Linked DNA regions of Mus musculus: all the other regions are linked to region 2. A link is a contact called in public promoter capture Hi-C data. All regions are on one chromosome and are shown on one strand. Each heading gives the region's core, a stretch centred on a gene start, on an enhancer-like site or on the middle of the called end of the contact. The rest is flanking DNA. Distances are from core to core; before and after follow the strand shown. Region 1 holds the start of Eml6 (echinoderm microtubule associated protein like 6). Region 2 holds the start of Bod1 (biorientation of chromosomes in cell division 1). Region 3 holds the start of Npm1 (nucleophosmin 1). Region 4 holds the start of Acyp2 (acylphosphatase 2, muscle type).

The links. Promoter capture Hi-C pulls out the DNA fragments that hold promoters and counts their contacts.
Region 1: a promoter capture Hi-C map of embryonic stem cells shows a contact between it and region 2, with 2.3 times the contacts expected there. The contact joins the promoter of Eml6 here to the promoter of Bod1 in region 2. A contact is called at or near these places in 3 of 39 promoter capture datasets (embryonic stem cells, hippocampal neurons and liver) and 2 of 115 datasets of contacts at active chromatin or transcription factors (astrocytes and stem cell-derived neural progenitor cells).
Region 3: a promoter capture Hi-C map of liver shows a contact between it and region 2, with 2.8 times the contacts expected there. The contact joins the promoter of Npm1 here to the promoter of Bod1 in region 2. A contact is called at or near these places in 3 of 39 promoter capture datasets (hippocampal neurons, liver and pre-B cells), 1 of 484 Hi-C or Micro-C datasets (CD4 T cells) and 2 of 9 other capture datasets (adipose tissue and liver).
Region 4: a promoter capture Hi-C map of embryonic stem cells shows a contact between it and region 2, with 6 times the contacts expected there. The contact joins the promoter of Acyp2 here to the promoter of Bod1 in region 2. A contact is called at or near these places in 5 of 39 promoter capture datasets (embryonic stem cells, erythroid cells, hippocampal neurons and 1 more).

What each region holds. Positions count from the first base shown.
Region 1 is chr11:30,024,458-30,027,388 of GRCm38.p6, reverse strand. It overlaps Eml6 (echinoderm microtubule associated protein like 6), which reads left to right and starts at 1,356. Exons shown (of 42, transcript NM_146016.2): 1 at 1,356-1,499; 2 at 2,289-2,931. The coding sequence starts at 2,813.
Region 2 is chr11:31,670,539-31,673,238 of GRCm38.p6, reverse strand. It overlaps Bod1 (biorientation of chromosomes in cell division 1), which reads left to right and starts at 1,377. Exons shown (of 4, transcript NM_001024919.1): 1 at 1,377-1,738. The coding sequence starts at 1,538.
Region 3 is chr11:33,161,948-33,164,647 of GRCm38.p6, reverse strand. It overlaps Npm1 (nucleophosmin 1), which reads left to right and starts at 1,442. Exons shown (of 11, transcript NM_008722.3): 1 at 1,442-1,726. The coding sequence starts at 1,669.
Region 4 is chr11:30,648,074-30,650,773 of GRCm38.p6, reverse strand. It overlaps Acyp2 (acylphosphatase 2, muscle type), which reads left to right and starts at 1,378. Exons shown (of 4, transcript NM_029344.3): 1 at 1,378-1,473. The coding sequence starts at 1,395.

The DNA.
Region 1 (2,931 bases), core at 107-2,606, 1.6 Mb after region 2:
ATTCCACAAAGTCCATATATTTAAAATTCAATTTTCTGATTTACATGTTAATGGTATTTGGAGATAAGGCTTCTGTGAGTTAGTCAGCATTAGATAAATCAATAAGTCAATGAGGTTGGGTCGACCATGACACTAATGGCTTTAAAAAGACACAGGAGTTAGCATTCTCGTTCTATCATGCTATGTGATGCCCTCTACCAGCATAGGATGTAGTTAAGCCCATCATCAGATGATGAGCGCAATGTTCTTGGTTTTCCTTGCCTCTAGAATCATCAACCAAACAACCAACCAACCAAACAAACAAACAAACAAAATTCTGCATAAATGATTAAAGGAATAGAAAGCAGACCAAGACATTTCAAGCCCCTCTAAGCCATGTTTTAATGTTTAGTAGTGTCCTTACTGTCTTAAAGAGAGAGCGAGAGAGAGACCTCCTCGAATTTGTTGACTCTGTTTTCTCAGAAAATATGAAGTGTATTCAATTTCTCTTCAACATTGTAGGCAACAGCTCACTACACTTAGGTGCTTATCTATAGCATTGCCTTTCCTACCAGGACAGCATCCTATTAAAACTCCACGTAGATAAAGAAACATCTTGAACACAGAAGAGTCAAAAGTATCAACCTTTCGTAGCTTCTTAGTCAAGTGGATTATAAAATCTGTTCTCAAAAGTTGGCTGCGGCCATAATCTGAAAATCAGAACGAATAAATTAGTTTATTCCAGGTAGTTTTAGAATAGCCACTGGCTTCTGTTTTTTACGGCCAAATTTATTGCATGGGCACAAGGCAGGTCACAGGAAGGCGCTTATTTCCCTACACATGACAGAGTGACCACACGCCACTGTATTTTTCTTAAACTTTGTAACACTGCACTTGGATAAATCAGAATCCTTTGGAATAATAGGGGAAACTGAAGTAGGAAACAGCGTTAGTCAAGTGCTGCAACAAGGAAAGAGATGGGCTACAGCAATCCTCTGGGACTGGCGCAAGTGAAAGTCCTGAGGAAAGCCCCTGAATTTTTTTCCACGTCATCTTTTCTGCTTTCAGCACAGACGCGCATGCCGCTGGCCTGGGTCACCATGGAACACCAACGCCATTCTGGGTGAGTTGCTGGGTCCGATAGGAGAAACGCAGACTTCCCTGGCACCGGTACTAAGGCCCTGCGGATGCATGGAATCCTGGGACTTGTAGTACACTAGAGGCGCTCGCCTCAGCAGCTGGTTTACAGAGGACTACGATTTCCAAGATGCATAGGGAACAGGCGGGCAAAGGGAGGTGAGGTTTCGGCCCTAGGAGGCGTCTGCGTTTCCGAACCGGCGCAATTTCGCCGCGTAACTCTTCCCTGCGCTGGCCCCGCCCCTGGAGCCAGGGAAGGAGGAAGAGCTGGTCCCCAGATCCCCGGTGACGAAACCTAACCCGGGAGCGCGGGGAGGGAGGGAGGGCAGGCAGAGGATTTCGCTGGCTGGTGCGAGATCCTGGACGCAAGGCCGGCAGCAGAGGTTAGAGGCGGAGAAAGCAGGGATGCTACGTGCGAGGCTGGTCCGGGTGGGAGTGCAGGAACTCGCTAGGACCGTAGAGCCTGAGCCAGGTGTACCTGGGGCTACCAACCCTCAGATCTGCAAAAGTGGGCGCCAGGTTGAGCATGGGGTGTCGCTGACACCCGGGCTCCACGGGAGACCCCGCCCCCCCTCCTGCCAACCTAAAGGCAAGATCCTAGAGCCCTTGGGTCTCATAGCTAGCTCAAATCTCCGTGGGGAGAGGAGCATGATTTTTTTTGACACTTTATTATTGTTGCTGTTATTTTATTATTTTTATTATTATTTTTCGATCGGGAGCATTTGTAGGTAGCCGGATTTCCTCCGATTCAGAGAAAAAAAAATTATGACACTTGCAATTGGAGTCTTTAATTAGGGGAGAGCTGTTAAGTATTTATTTGTTTTTATGATTTTCTCTGTGAAGAGAAGGCGCATAGAGGGTTTGGATTTTAAACACATATATGACAGCTAATTGGAACATCTAAAAGAATGACCATTGCATATTCACCCTGGCTTTATAGAGGAAACAGCAAGTGTTACTGCAAATTGGAGCAGCAACTACCGGCCAGAAGTGTTTAGGGAGTATTTCCTATAATTAAGGTGGATATGGAAGGAGAAATGTGGACAATCAAAAAAAAAAAAAACCAAAAATAAACAAACAAAAATCCCACAACTTGGTTTTAGTTTGGTAATTATTTTCTTGTGCTGGGTGACATGCAAAAATTCTTTCTCTTCCTCGTTCTCGCATCCTAGATATAGACTGTCAGTTTCGGATCCAAGGACGGTGATGGCAAAGCAGTAAACCGGAGTAACCGTCTGCCTGTCAGATCAGACCTGTCACAGAATAAATCCCACCGCCTGCTGCGAAGCCCCCCGCGCTCCTCAAACTTGGAGAACTGGTAATCCGTGTCTGGATATGCAGATCTCTGATTTTAAAGGCCGGGTGACCCCGGGGAGAACCTCTCCCGCCGCCCAAAGCCCGCAGGTGCAGTGAGGCGTGTGTGCGGGTACTGGTACCCTCGAGGCCCGCTTGACCCCGGGAGAAGGAGTCGGGGAGCCCAGCGGGGTCTTGCTGCTGTGCACCGGCGTCGGCGGCTCCTCTCCCGCAGCAGCAGATGATGGTGGCGGCCAGCGTGCTGGGCTGTGTCTGTGCGTCGCCGCGGAAATTGGCGCCCGGTGCTGTACCCTGAGCCCTTGCAGGTCCGTCGCAGCTCGAGCCTTGAAGAGGACAGAGTCGGCGCTCGGGGCACCCGGGGGTCGCGCGGTGTCGGCTTATCATGGCGGATCGGACAGCTCCCAGATGCCAGCTCCGGCTGGAGTGGGTGTACGGGTACCGGGGTCACCAGTGCCGCAACAACCTGTACTACACCGCCGGCAAGGAGGTGGTCTACTTTGT
Region 2 (2,700 bases), core at 128-2,627:
GCAAATGTTAGAATCCCGTGGACATTTTTTATTTACACAAAGGAATTTGATGGCCTTTTCTCCTTGGTGCAGTGACCTCTTTCCCCTTCCTCCTCTACTTCTTATGCACAAATTCTTTTCAGATAACTGAGTAAGATTGTTATGTTGGACCCTAGCCAACTGAGAAAAGACAGGATTCACCTTCCTCAGAATAAAAACCAAATGCACTTCCTGTCTAGGTGTGTTCCCTCCCCTGCCCTTTCCTGCCCCAGCAAGCCTCTTGATCAAGTAAAGTTTGCCTCATCCAGACACTTAGCTGAAATGATGGTCTCTCTTAGCAATCCAAACTTTTTTTTCTAATAGGGGCAACAGTGGGGAATTCAGTGCAGACTTGTGGGTGTAAAAGCTAGGGTATTTTACTTGTTGTAAAATGACAGCTAGCTATCAGGACCGTGGATATGTTAGGTTAAACACTGGACCACAGCACCTACTATACTTCATCTAGGTATATATATGACCACGGTAATTATTTCTGTTCTTCTATTTCTGCATCTGCACAAAGAAATAGTAGTGCCAGCTTTCAGGTAGTTGTGAACGTATTTAAAGAGTGCAGCACTATTACATCTAATTCATTCTACTTACTGGATCTACTATTAGTAATGCTGACAATATTTAATGCTAAGGCGAAAATCCACACATGCAAAAAAGACTTAACAGCAGTTTTTATTTTCTTCTTGTTATTTTACGAGTTCGTAAAATGAATCTGCATTGCTATTAATCAGGCAGAAGGGTACAAACTTTTGAACAGAAGTTTGATTAGTAGGCAGGTTAGAGAGCTTGAGAGGGTATAGGCACTTGCCACTGAGCTGGAGGATACGTGTTCGATCCCACCACTTACATCACAGGAGAGACCAGTGTGTCCCAAGTAGTCCTCTGACCTCCACATATGTGCTGTCGCACGCTCCACCGCCCCTCCCTGCCACACAAAAAGTAAAAATTAATTTTGTCAAAACAATAAGATTAACCCATTGTTAACCAAATCTCCCAGATCACATTATTTAAGGGGATCGTGGGAATGGAGCGACTGTCAAAAGCACAGGCTGCCAGGCATAAATACAGAGCTGCTGAATCACAGTCGTTAAAGGATACACTCGTAATCTTTTAATCAGTTCTGCAGGTGACCCGGAGGTCTGATTTGGGAGGGCTGCCGTGACTGGGTAGGTTCTGAGCCTACAATGCCCAAGCTGTCCCGCAAACTAGCGCGAGCGAGCCAACAGCCTGCCGGGAGTTGTAGTTTCTAACGGCCAGACACGGGCTATAAGAACATAGGTGATGGCTCCAGGAAACCAACCGTCCCACAATGCAAAGGCCGTCGGTGACGCCATTAGACGAGCGCCGGCAGCGCGGCGAGCGGGGAGCGCCTTGGTCCCCGCCGCCTCCCACCCTGCCGCCTCCGTCGCCGCCGCCTCCGTGGGCCCCTCCGTGTCTGCGCAGCTCTGCCCGCGGCTCCCGGAGGAGCAGCGGAGCGCGGGGCCCGGCGCGGGCGCGGGGTGCGGCCATGGCGGACGGTGCGGGAGCAGGCGCGGCGGGCCAGGCTTCGGGACCGTCCGGGGGCTCGAGTGGGGCCGGCGGCCCTGTCAATCCCGCTTCGCTGCCTCCGGGAGACCCGCAGCTCATCGCTCTCATAGTGGAGCAGCTCAAGAGCCGTGGGCTGTTTGACAGCTTCCGCCGGGACTGCCTGGCCGACGTGGACACTAAGGTACCTGAGCCTCGGGGGACCAAGGGGGGCGGACCATCCAGTTGCTTTGACGTGCCAGAGCCCGGAGTAAAACAAAAGGCACCTCGAGAGCCTGGCAGGGACGCGCTGCTCGGGGCACTACCGGTATCTTCTGAGTGGTGCACACCCGACACCGGAGCCCTTACCAGCTGTGATTTTTAAATCAATCAATCAATCAATCTATCTATCTATCTATCTATCTATCTATCTATCTATCTATCTATCTATCTATCTATCTATCTATCTATCTATCTATCTATCTATCTATCTATCTATCTATCTATCTATCTATCTATCTATCTATCTATCTATCTTCTGAGTGGTGCACACCCGACACTGGAGCCCTTACCAGCTGTGATTTTTAAATCAATCAATCAATCAATCTATCTATCTATCTATCTATCTATCTATCTATCTATCTATCTATTCATTTATTTATTTATTTATAGTTCTTTCGCTTTTCTGAACTTGAGGATTCTTTAATGGCTGCACACGTATACCCACTCCATACCCAAGAAACTTGTGTTTTACAACCCATGGGAAAGGTAGAGTACTTTAGAAGCTCCACCCGTTCCCTTGTTCACCTGGGAGGTGATTTTTAGCACTGGCTGGATGGGACTGCACGTTAATAGTCCCTTTCCCCAGCTGAATCATTTGCAGACTTGTTTGAGGTCAAATTGGGATAAGCTGTCGAATCAGCACCTTCTTTTTTTCCATTTAACTAATTGAAATGGAGTTAATGGCTATGTTAGATCCAGTGCCAAAGGCCAGTCTACCGTTAAACAAAATGCTAATTCACCTCATTTGGAAACTTTGGAATGTGTGTCACGGGGCAGGTATATAGTAGCCAGAACATTTCCTTTCCCATTACAAAACTTGCTTGCCAAGATTAAGGTGTGGAGCTAGGAGCCTCTTTGCTGACTGAGAGGGCTCCCCAGGGTAGT
Region 3 (2,700 bases), core at 193-2,692, 1.5 Mb before region 2:
ACCTAAGCATGTGGCATCATTCAGTGACAACTAAGGCACCTAAAGTTTCGGGGAGGCAGGAAGAACTGAGTCTCTGTGTAGTCCTGCCTATCCTGGAACTTGCTCTGTAGACCACTGGTCTTGAACTCCTGATCCACTTGCCTGTGCCTCCAGAGTGCTGGGATTAAACCAGCATGAGCTGCATTTAAATAAGCTTCAGAATCCAGAAACAATCAAACTGTCTGGCTTGCACAGGCTCAAGGGGTATCAATGCTTCCTCCTGCACCTTCTCAGTTTGGATGGTCAAATTCTGTTCACCCGTTCTTTCCCACACTATACCCAGTCTATCTCTGTTTATTTTATTATTATTATTATTTTGGTTTTTCGAGACAGGGTTTCTCTGTATAGCCCTGGCTATCCTGGAACTCACTCTGTAGACCAGGTTGGCCTCGAACTCAGAAATCCGCCTGCCTCTGCCTCCCGCAAACTGGGATTAAAGGCGTGCGCCACCACGCCCGACTTTTTTTTTTTTTTTCTCTGTTTATTTACACACACAATTCTTCCAAGTTTCATGATTTTTTCCTTATAGTTGCAAACTGAAATTCACATATTGACAGATATCTCCGAATTTAGGATTTGATACGTAATGGGCTCACATGCATTTATATCTGACACGTCTCTGGAGTCTACAAACATTGGTACCATTATCTACATTCCTCCCCCAAATTCTTAAATATGCTAGCTCCATGTTGAGATAAAAAGATTAGGGCCGCTGTCAGAAAGCACCCAACGCTGAGGGATGTTCGTCAGGATTCATTTTAAAGCGCTAATTCCCAGCCGAAGATTCGTATTAAGGCTCATGAATTTCTAAAAAAGCGATAGGCCTTCATTTGGAATGATGAAGACGGCCTGCGTTTTCTCAGTTCTGCACGCTCTAAAGTTTTAGAAAGATGCTCTTTGGAGGCGACTGACTGGGTTTCTCTTTGGTCCCCAAATGACATAAAGCTGATAATTTTCGTTTTGAAAATGCTGCCTCAGAAAAGAGGTGCAAAAGCATGGCTGCGGGGAAAGTAGCCTAGATCCAGCCACTCCGCCCTGGGCTCCTGAAGCTACGTGAAAACGAAGAGCAAGCCTTCGAGCAAGCCAAATCCTGAGGTGATTATGCTTGTTCCAGGCCTACGGGGAACGGAGGGTGGAGAAAAGAGACGCTCTGTGGTTCCCTGGCTGCAGCCGCCATCTTTCAGGGTGGGCTGCGCACGCTCTCGGCCCTGGGCCCGCGAGCACGAGCGGAGAAGACGTGGAAGCCCTGAAAACCCAGAGCGAGGCCACAAAGAGAAAACGCGCCTGCGCTTGGGCGACAGTAGTGGAGGGACGGGGCCAGAGACGAACGCGCGTGCGCAGTGAGAGCCCGCCAAGCACCTGGAGGAGGAGGGGGGCGAGGTACCTAGGCGTGAGGATGAAAGGCGCACGCGCAAAAGCGCGACTGTGCGGGGAGTGGGAGGGATCCAGAGGAGGCTCGCGGAGGCAGGACTAGCGCAGATCTCGCGAGATCTCCTGCGACCATATATACGTGCGGAGAGCCCGCGTCCTTTCCTTGGCGTGATTCCGTCCTGCGCGTCTGTTCTGTGGAACAGGAGGCAGTTGTTTTCCGTCCGGCTTCTCCCACACCGAAGTGCGCGCCTCCACCTCATGGAAGACTCGATGGATATGGACATGAGTCCTCTTAGGCCTCAGAACTACCTTTTCGGTAACTGACTGGAGGGGGAAGCGTGTGCAGGGCCTGGTGATGGGGGGGGGGGCGGGAGCCCAGCCGAGGCCTGGCGTGTGGGGAACGCGGCGTAGGTGGAGGCCGGAGAGCAAGGAGGAATCTCCCAGGCCTTAGAAGCAGCGGCCTGAACACTAGGAAAGCCGCCGGAAAATGGGGCGGGAGCGGCCCAGCCTGTAGCCTCGGGTGTTAGGAGCGGCCGGCCGGCCGGCGAGGGTGCGACCTTGCCTGTGGCGCGAACTTGAGAGGCGTTTCTCCTGTGCACGAAAGCCCGCACGGTCGCTTCCGAGCTCCTTTTTTTCCTCTTGTGTTGAGCCACGGCAGGCGGCACGGGAGAAAGGGGCCTGTGGAGCGAGGCGAGGCCTACCTCCGCCCTGTTGGGGAGGATACATCTGCAGGCGCTGGGCTTTCCAGGGGCCGCATCTTGTATTCTGTGGCGACCGAGGGCTTCGCCCAGTAACGGGGAATGGTCCGAGCAGGCGCCCTGAGGCAGAAGGGGCAGCAACCCCTAGGAGCACGTGGTTGCCACGTGGTTGGGGGTTAGGGAGGGGGTGTGGGCTCTACATCCGGGCTCTCCGACTCTAGCCAACCTTCAGCCGTGGGATCTTGTGGCTTAGTTAAAAGTTCTGGGAGGGAAATGTTTATTTCATAGCCCGTGGCGTATGGGTTTTTGAGATCTTTGTTCATATCTTTCAGTATCCACAGTGATGGAGCCCCCCCTTTTTAATTTGCCTCTGGTAGGCGGAGTCAGCATCACGTTGCAGATAGCTGTACTGATGGCCCACGTGGCTTAATGTTAGGAGTACCCTTAAATCATCTACCTGGCTCTATCTAGAACTACTTTTTCTTGGGGTGGGGAGAGGGAAGGATCTGTTGAACAGACAAGATTCGCTTTAGCATCAAGGCTTTTGGGGATCACATCTATAGTCTTGCTGCCTACCCTACACCCAGTTTTT
Region 4 (2,700 bases), core at 129-2,628, 1.0 Mb after region 2:
CCTGCCTCTACAGGGACACACTTTCTCCACTAAGGCCATATCTCCTCATAATGCCACTTCCCATGGGCCCAAGTATTCAAACACAGTCTGTATGGGCAACAAAGCTAGCCAAATCACCACAAGGCACCTTTCAGATTCATCAGCCTGAATGAAAAGATCAAGCCTAACTTTATCTCAGAATCACCACAGATTTGGCACCGTCAGAACATTTCAGAATTGATTCATTGTCTGTCTTAGTTAAGGTTTTTATTGCTGCCATGAAACACAATGACCAAAAAGCAGCTTGGGGGAGGAAAATGTTTATTTGGCTTATACCTCCACAGCACTGTACATATCAGGATAGGGACTCAAACAAGGCAGGAACCTAGAGATGATGTAGAGGCATGGGGGGTGGGGTGGGGGTGGGGACTGGTTACTGACTTGTTCCACATGGCTTACTCAGCCTGCTTTCTTATAGAACCCAGGATCCCTGGACTAGGGATGGCATCACCCACAACTGGCTGGGTTCCACTGCTCCCTCCCCCACCCCCCCATCAATCACTAATTAAGAAAATGCCTTATGGCTAGATCTTATGGAGGCATTTTCTCACTTGAGGTTCTCTCCTCTAAGATTACTCTAGCTTGTGCCAAGACTAGCCAGCACACTGACCAAATACCCTTTGTGCCACTAAGCTAAGCAGGTCCTTCATTTCAAATGTCCACCTCAGGATGTTGGAAATGGGGATATTGTTTCAAGGGCACACATTTTCTTCATATGAAGTGGAGATTATCATATATTTGCACAATGGTGAGTATAGTTAAGAATGATATATATTTAAAATCGTTGAAATCTTAAATGAAATCAGAGATGAAAGTTAATTAGCTTGAATTAATCTCCTTACAGTGTACCCATGGGTATACTATGTATTCTTTACAGTGTACCTATATAAAATCACCTAAAACTTAAAAATTCTTTGACATTTTATCCTTGCATATAATGAATTTTGGTAATTTTCCCCCTATTATCCTTCTCATCTCTACCCACTTAGACTTTACCCGCTCTGTCCTCTCAACAAGTCACCCTCTTATTTTCATCCTTATAGAAAAAACAAAACAAAACCTTTTTTGTGTCAAATAAACGTCGGTGGGTAGATATTAGTTGGTTTAATCCCCTCACATGCCCGACCTCCGTTTTCTTTAGAGAACCGGGTCCTGGGGAACGCAGAGAGGGAGCACCCTGCTAGGGAGCCCGAGCGCCGGGTGTCCCGTCGCCCTCACTGTGTACAACGGTCATCTGCCATCTTCTTACGCATGACCCAGCGCGCTCTTGTCTTGGCTTCTGGGCGTCGGTCCCAGAGCCCATAAGTCTTCCTCCCCTGGCGGCTGTCGCAGTCTCCGCGCCACATACCCAGCTAATGCTGCTCGGGAGAAGGCTGGCCGCCATGACCGAGCTGCTCAAGTCTGTGGACTACGAAGTGTTCGGGACAGTGCAAGGTACGGTCTGACCTGGGATGCCAAGACGAGGCCGTGGGAGGGAGAGGAGGAAGCTTATGCCATCCATTTTAGGGACGGTTCTTCTCACTGAGGCAGCGACTTCCGCTCAGCCATGACACAGCAGCCCGGGGCGGGGAGAACGGGCTAGCGCGGGGCGGAGGGAGGTCACCCTGGGTTCCCGAAGAGGACGCTGCAAGCCTATAGGATGGGGGTGGGGGACGCCTAAGTGCGGCAGAAAAGCAAGGGTACCTGAATGATACTGGGTGATTTACTTTGTCAGAGGTTGTAGCCCCTCTCCAGCTAGCAATTTTTCCTTCCTGGGTTTTGGAGATTGAACCTTATATATTTATGCACAGTCTTACATTTGCGTACTAGATTGCTGAAGTACACTCCCAGGCCATTTAAGTGAAGTTTTAAAATTTTTGTTTGATTATAAGCTTAAATAGATGCATAGAATATAATGTCTGACTTACTTTAAATCTTTATATTTGTAATTTAAAACGTTAAAACATTCTTTTAATTTTTTCTAACGCAACTTGACATAGTAGTGCATGTAGTCCTTATGCAGAAGAAGGTGGATATTTGAGTTCAAGACCAGGCTGGTCTATACACTTGAGAAAATTATCTAATGGCGTATAAATACTGTAACTATTTAATGTATATCATCCATTTAAAAGAAGAAAACTTTTTGAGACTGGAAATGTAGCTCAGTAGAGTGCTTGCTTAATAGTCACCAAGCCCTGGAATGGGTGCTCTGCTCTGTACCAGACCAAGGACGAGCTAGTCCTTATAAGCCTGTAATGCAGGTTCCGGTCTTCAACATAAAAATAATGCCTTTCTTTTTCTTTTTCTTTTTCTTTTTCTTTTTCTTTTTCTTTTTCTTTTTCTTTTTCTTTTTCTTTTTCTTTTTCTTTTTCTTTTTCTTTTTCTTTTTCTTTTTCTTTTTCTTTTTCCTTTTCCTTTTCCTTCTCCTTCTCCTTCTCTTTCTCTTTCTCTTTCTCTTTCTCTTTCTCTTTCTCTTTCTCTTTCTCTTTCTCTTTCTCTTTCTCTTTCTCTTTCTCTTTTCTCTTTCTCTTTCTCTTTCCCTTTCCCTTTTCCTTTTCCTCTTTCTCCTCCTCCTCCTCCTCCTCCTCCTCCTCCTCCTCCTCCTTCTCTTTCTTTTTCTTTTTCTCTTTATTTTTTCTCTTTTTTGGGGGGTGGGGCGGGGGCTTGAGACTCGGTTTCTCT